Regions from separate parts of the Salmo salar genome. Here region 2 is linked to region 1. A link is a contact called in public Hi-C data. All regions are on one chromosome and are shown on one strand. The core of a region is the stretch at or near the end of the contact, and the rest is flanking DNA. Distances in the headings are between cores, read along the strand shown. Region 1 holds the start of LOC106588939 (collagen alpha-2(I) chain). Region 2 has its middle 34 kb from the start of trnav-uac.

What was found. A called contact is a pair of places that touch in the nucleus more often than the background predicts.
Region 2: a Hi-C map of muscle shows a contact between it and region 1, with 2.4 times the contacts expected there. The contact joins the enhancer-like site here to the promoter of LOC106588939 in region 1. A contact is called at or near these places in 2 of 3 Hi-C or Micro-C datasets (gill and muscle).

What each region holds. Positions count from the first base shown.
Region 1 is chrssa27:30,784,364-30,787,936 of Ssal_v3.1, forward strand. LOC106588939 (collagen alpha-2(I) chain) reads right to left here and starts at 1,996. Exons shown (of 49, transcript XM_014178511.2): 1 at 1,721-1,996. The coding sequence starts at 1,790.
Region 2 is chrssa27:30,821,333-30,824,905 of Ssal_v3.1, forward strand. No RefSeq gene overlaps it. Among protein-coding and RNA genes, the nearest start is that of trnav-uac, 34 kb to the left of the region's middle. Within about 2 kb of position 1,534, at least 1 of the 13 cell types and tissues checked has an H3K27ac peak or open chromatin away from gene starts, as enhancers often do. A contact at or near this core is called in muscle, where this site is marked.

The sequences.
Region 1 (3,573 bases), core at 746-3,245:
TCAGCATTCACTATAGTATACCTAAGTAAATTATATCCTATGCTATCCTATGCTTTTGTATTGCATCATTGCCTATTATCTACTCTGTATAGCAGGGCTGCCCAACCCTGTTCCTGGAGATCTACCGTCCTGTGGGTTTTCAGTCCAACCCTCTTCCTGGAGATCTACCGTCCTGTGGGTTTTCAGTCCAACCCTCTTCCTGGAGATCTACCGTCCTGTGGGTTTTCAGTCTAACTTTCTTCCTGGAGATCTACCGTCCTGTGGGTTTTCAGTCTAACTTTCTTCCTGGAGATCTACTGTCCTGTGGGTTTTCAGTCTAACCCTCTTCCTGGAGATCTACGTCCTGTGGGTTTTCAGTCCAACTCTAATTTAACACATTCTACTAATTAGCTGCTCAACAGGACCTCAACTAGCTGAATCAGAGATGCTAAATTAGGGTTGGACTGAAAACATACAGGACAGTAGATCTCCAGGAAGAGGGTTGGACTGAAAACATACAGGACAGTAGATCTCCAGGAAAAGGGTTGGACTGAAAACATACAGGACAGTAGATCTCCAGGAAGATGATTGGACTGAAAACCTACAGGACAGTAGATCTCCAGGAAGATGATTGGACTGAAAACCTACAGGACAGTAGATCTCCAGGAAGAGAGTTGGGCAGCCCTGATGTATAGCAACTTGATTTTGAGGAGTCTAAATTACTACATTTTGGTCTAAATTTTGAAGAACTATTATCTTATGTTGCTTGTTATGATCTAGGCGTTTCCTGTTTAGGCCTCAGTGGTGTCCTCATTATGATGCGGCATAACAACCCGTTCCTCTACATTTGGTCCCGTCCTGCTGATGGAGTGGCATCGCACCTCCTCTAAAATACTGCGTTGTAATGTCCTTACGTGGCCGCTAGATAGCGCAGTTGGACACTTAAAAGAATATCATCATGGAAAATATTGTTTTAACTTATATTACTTGTATATACAACGCAAATGTCATTTGTTTTACTTGAAAATAATGCTCTTAATTCTTATAATACTAATATTAACTATGTTTAAATGAAATAGCTCTAAACCTCAATACACAAGACCTTCTCTTTCACAAGGCCTAACAAATAGGTCATAGCTTGCACTAAGTTACTCAAGAATATGTCCAAATAATTTTGGGATCGAAAATCTATACTTTTGTAAAGATCTATATGTATTTCTATAGAAAATATATCTAGGAGGGTTGATGCCAAAGGGGATGCTGTCAAATTGCCCACCAGGGGGCGACGTTTCAATTCCCTATAATAAAAGTTCATTCCCTGGACTCTGAACAGTATGTACAACGCCCCAAACTTTTCATCCTAGGCGTTTACAGAGACATTCCAATTGTAGTCTAGATGTTCGCAGTTCCATTGTTCTAAAATCTATTCAAAGCCACTACATTAACAACTTTAAACGATTCTTTCAAGGCTGTGATAACGTTTTTTCATCAGTGCGTTTCTCTGAGACTAATCAATTGGCAATTGTATCCACGGAAAAAGAATGAAGAATCCACCGAAATGACCAGGATCCGTTCGGTTTTATACAGCCAGGGGGAAGCCCTCAAAATAACTTTTAGTGGTCCTCTGGTTATTTCCAAGTAAGTTCCATATAAAAGCCAAGCATAAGCGCTGTAAGGTCCTCCTGAACTCTTAAAACAGGACAAAAATCCTCGGTAAAAGACAAAAACATATCAAACTTACATTGGCATGATGCTAGAAATGAAGTTACTGCAAGCAGCAACAGAATCCGGTTATCCACAAAGCTGAGCATGTCTAAGCAGACATGCAGACTCCTTGTGCTGCAGTGCCCTGTTTAACTACTTCAAGCAGGCATACAGTTGTGGTGACTAGAGTAACTCCAAGATTGGAAACCTGCTGCCGTGATGCTAGAATAATACAGACCAATCAGTCCTATTTATATGGCAGGAGGTTCCTTTGTCTGCGTGTCAACAGTCAGCCCTCGGACCAATAGGAGAAGTGAAATCTTATACGACTCCCATCCCATCCATCCCCAATAAGTCATGTGGTCCTACATCTCCAGCCTTCTCTCAGAAACGTTGGCATTACTTTGTCGATGATGACGAGTGCATCGTTTTAATTAGATCCATTCTTGAGGACGTGGACAATGTAGACGTTTAAAAAGGAGTAAGACCTTTTTTTTCTCAGACTTTTTGTAAGGTGGTTCATCACACTGGACGTGTAGCCGAGAAAGAAGGGGTAGTTCAGTACGCCGGAGCTTGGTGAGGGCACGTTGGCCATCCGACTGTCATCTTGCGCTTTGCCCGGGTCGGGTCTGAAGCGTAGGCCAAATCTGTCCAGTGCGGTGCGCGCAGGAATGCGCCCTGCATCTCTGTCGGTCGGATTGAAATAAGAAAATGCCATACAGGCAGAGGATGGAGGAGATTTTTCTGTTTGTAAAAATCAGCACATTTTTTCATTGACTATTTGTTCTCCAAGTTTGACTTTTTAAGCGTGTATTTAGCCTATATTTACCCCCAAGCTTTACGCATTATCACTATTCACTGTTTTGCACAATCATTTCACTGACTTCACACACAGGCCTCTCCCTGCCTGTCGACATTGTAAAGCTTCTAAAATTTCAAAGTGAGTCCTAACTAATATAAAGAAAGCATTTTTCATTCATCAAGACAAACATTTGTTATATTTATCTGAGTGAATAAAATCACAGGTTTAATGACAGATCATCCCTCAAGCAACATACAGTATAAGATATGGGTGTTTTGGTATAAATTATAGCACAGCTGTAGGCTACATTCATTGATGGTGATGGTGGATCCCGTGTTCAAAGGGAACTATATTCTGGAAAAGCCTGTGCATTGTCATGGAATGCAATGGAGGTATTCTACCGCCTGGACTGATCACACAAAAGACAGGTGAGAGAGATCTGATTTCAGATTCTCTCCCTCCCTCCCCAATCCGCTCTTACCTGGCCACATGACCAGACATGTTGGCAGTCACACTACTACCACACTAATGCTTCCCTAATGCTATCTCTACCTCTCACAGTCACATGGACCCTTTTTATTTGGACTGCACATTTAAGAGTTTGATATGATCATACATTCAAAAGTAAATGTAATGCTTACTACAACAGCCTATTAGAAAATGATATCTTTACCACATCAAAGTGTAAATATAATTGATGGAGGCAGTTGTAAAGTAAAATGGACTTAGTTTAATATATACTGATCAGAAATATAAACACAACATGCAACAATTTCAGTTCATATAAGGAAATCTGTTAATTGAAATAAATTCATTAGGCCCTAATCTATGGATTTCACATGACTGGGCAGAGGTGCAGCCATGGGTGGGCCTGGGAGGGCATAGGCACACCCACTTGGGAGCCAGGCCCAGCCAATCAGAACAGGTTTTTCCCCACCAAAGGGCTTCATTAAAGACAGAAATACTCCTCAGTTTCATCAGATGTCTGGGTGGCTGGTCTCAGACGATCCCGCAGGTGAATAAGCCGTATGTGGAGGTCCTGGGCTGGTGTCATTACACGTGGTCTGTAGTTGGGAGGCCAGTTGGAT
Region 2 (3,573 bases), core at 284-2,783, 37 kb after region 1:
GAAAAAGTGAAGGGGTCTGAATACTTTCCAAATGCACCGTATACAATAACAATTACATGACATTACATTTCATAACACTTTTCACAACACATTAAGTGCGTTCCCTCAGGCCACTACTCAACTAACACATATATACAATACAAAATACATGTGTACGTGTGTGTAGAGCGTGTCTTATCATGTGTATGTGTGTCTATGCCTGTGTGTGTGTGTGTCTCTTCATGGTCCCCGCTGTTCCATAAGGTGAATTTTTATCTGTTTTGTATATCTGATTCTACTGCTTGCATCAGTTACCTGATTTTGAATAGAGATCCATGTAGTCATGGCTCTATGCAGTCTGTTCTTGACTTGGGGATTGTGAAGTGATCTCTGGTGGCATGTCTTGTGGGGTATGCATGGGTGTCCGAGCTGTATGCTAGTAGTTTAAACAGACACCTCCGTGCATTCAGCATGTCAACACTTTTTATATAAACAAGTACTGAAGTTTACATAAGAAGTCAATCTCTCCTCCACTTTGAGCCATGAGAGATTTACATGCATATTATTAATGTTAGCTCTCCATGTACATTTAAGGGCCAGCCATGTTGCCCTGTTCTGAGCCAATTGTCATTTTCAGAGGTCCCTCTTTGTGGCACCTGACCACACCACTGAACAGTAGTCCAGGATCGACAAAACTAGGGCCTGTAGGACCTGCCTTGTTGATAGTGTCGTTAAAAAGGCAGAGCAGCGCTTATTATGGACAGACTTCTCCTCAACCTAGCTACTGTTGTATCAACATGTTTTTACCATGACAGTTTACAATCCAGGGTTACTCCATTCAGTTTAGTTACCTCAACTTGCTCAATTTCCACATTATTTATTACAAGATTTAGTTGAGCTTTAGGGTTTAGTGAGTGATTTGTCCCAAATACAATGCTATTAGTTTTTGAAATATTTAGGACTAACTTATTCCTTGCCACCCATTCTGAAACCAACTGCAGCTCTTTGTTTAGTGTTGCATTGATTTCACTTGCTTTAGTAGCTGACGTGTATAGTGTTGAGTCATCCGCATACATTGACACTCTGGCTTTACTCAAAGCCAGTGGCATGTTATTAGTTAAGATTGAAAAAAGTAAGGGGCCTAAACAGCTGCCCTGGGGAATTCCTGATTCTACCTGGATTATGTTGGAGAGGCTTCCATTAAAGAACACTTTCTGTGTTCTGTTAGACAGGTAACTGTTTATCCCCAATATAGCATGGTTTGTAAAGCCATAACACACGTTTTTCCATCAGCAGACTATGATCAATAATGTCAAAATCCGCACTGAAGTCTAACAAAACGTCTCCCACAATCTTTTTATCATCAATTCCTCTATACCTAAATGACTGTCCATCAGCCCTTTTCTTTTGAGTCTGCTGTGTAAGAAAGAAAGGGAGTCATGGTGGAAGAGAACTGGAAGCGTGATGGAAGGAGAAGAGGAGGTAGAGTGGGGTTAGAGCGGCTAGGCCTGCCCATGACATAGCTTCAGCATGAGTGCATGCTTCCTGGCTGGTGTCCAAAATGAAACTGTGGCTGCATCTGGTTCTAATCCCCTGCTCTCGTTCTCCTCCGCTCCGCCCTCTCCCACATACAAAGACAAACAGAGACAATTCCAACTGCAACAGATGACGTGGAAACAGAGGGATTCATCTGCACAAACTGATTTTGAGGCTGTAAATCACAAACTTATTACAACTGGATAATTTCTGCTAATTAGTCTATTCTGTCCTAACATGATAACTTCTACATTTTACATTTACATTTTAGTCATTTAGCAGACGCTCTTATCCAGAGCGACTTACAGTAGCGACTTTCTATAGTTCACATTGAAATTACAAAGGTATGACCACTGTCTTCCAACATGCAGTCATTCCCAAAACCCTGAATTCATATGACAACTTTTTAACTGTGTTTTCATAAGGAAGACTTTCAATATGTTGAGTGAATACTTTCCTAAATATCTAAACAGATTTAAACTTCTCTTTTCTCTCTTGTGCCTATTTTGAGTGCACCTCAAGTCCCCAGGAATGATCAGTCTTAAGGGATTGAGGGGGGCTCCCAGCAATAACGACATGTGTTGGAACACCTTGGTGGTCCTGCTGGGTTTACATGACAAGGGGATAGGCATAGGCTTGTCTCTCTCTCTCATATACCAAATCAAAGAGAAGTACTCATTCTTCCCAGGCTTAGGGTGTGTTCTCCGCACATCACCCAGTTTTAGATTGTAGACCAGATGGATCCAGAGCCAGTCACAATGCAGAGGTGGAGCTTGTGTTAAATAGGTTCTCTTTTCCCCTTTTTCTTTGTCAAACGTTGGTGAATGAACATAGATGTCTTCCACGTGTGCATTACTGTAGGACTGTAGGACGTGTAAAAGACTGCACTTTCTTTTTCTGCATTGTGTCCCGCCAGACCAAACCAAGCAAAGTTAACTCCTGACTAACTCAACCAGCTGTTTGTGAAATCATGTAGAGTATCAGTTTTAGTGAAGGGGTTAGGACGACATCTTAAATGGCAAACAGGATGGTCATAATTGAACACCATGGGTTCTATCTGTCATTGTTTCATACATTAAACTTGGGATACATCTGTTATCCCTAAATTCGAGTTCAGAAATAAATTGACATGTGTTGGATCATCCTACAATACGACCATGGAGGAAGAAGAGAGTTAGAAGTTGGATGGTAACCTATGGAAACACAGCTGGCATGATAATAAAGGATCTATCTGTGGCATCATGTGATTGAGGGGGATAGAGACAGATACTGAGAGCACAATACTCATTTGCTATCATACTGTAATCATTGCTCTTTATCTCCAGGGTGGGGTCTGTCTGCTGTCTCAGACAATCTGAACCAGACTATTTTGTAACATATATTTAACTGTTATTAAACCAAACCATTTTTTATCTATTATTTAATCAGGAAGTCTCCTGAAGGGGGGAAGGGAGAGCAGAGGTTAACGGGGTGGAGAATAGGATCCAGCTGCTTCAGGTCATGGAGAGAGGGAGAAGGAGACAGAGAGAAGGAGACAGGCAGAAGGAGACAGAGAGAAGGAGACAGGCAGAAGGAGAGAGACAGAGAGAGACAGAGAGAAGGAGAGAGACAGAGAGAAGGAGAGAGAGAGAAGGAGACAGAGAGAAGGAGACAGGCAGAAGGAGAGAGACAGAGAGAGACAGAGAGAAGGAGAGAGAGAAGGAGAGAGACAGAGAGAAGGAAAGAGAGAGAAGGAGAGAGAGAAGGAGAGAGACAGAGAGAGACAGAGGAGTGTGGAGAGAAGAGGACAGGCCCTGACTGGTGCTGCTGCAGCCTGGAGAGAGACACACATTACACTTTCTCTCTCACTTTCTCACTTCTCCCTCTCTCTTTCTCACTTCTCCCTCTCTCTTTCTCTCTGTCTGTCTCTTTCTGCTTCCCTCTGTTCAACTCAGTTTTTTTTCTCTCTATCCCTCTCTCTCTCTTTATCATAACCTCACTCCTAGTTTTTTATGACCTTTTTGCAGAATTACTTTCTTTCAAACATGGAAATTGTATAATTGCTGAACTATACATTTC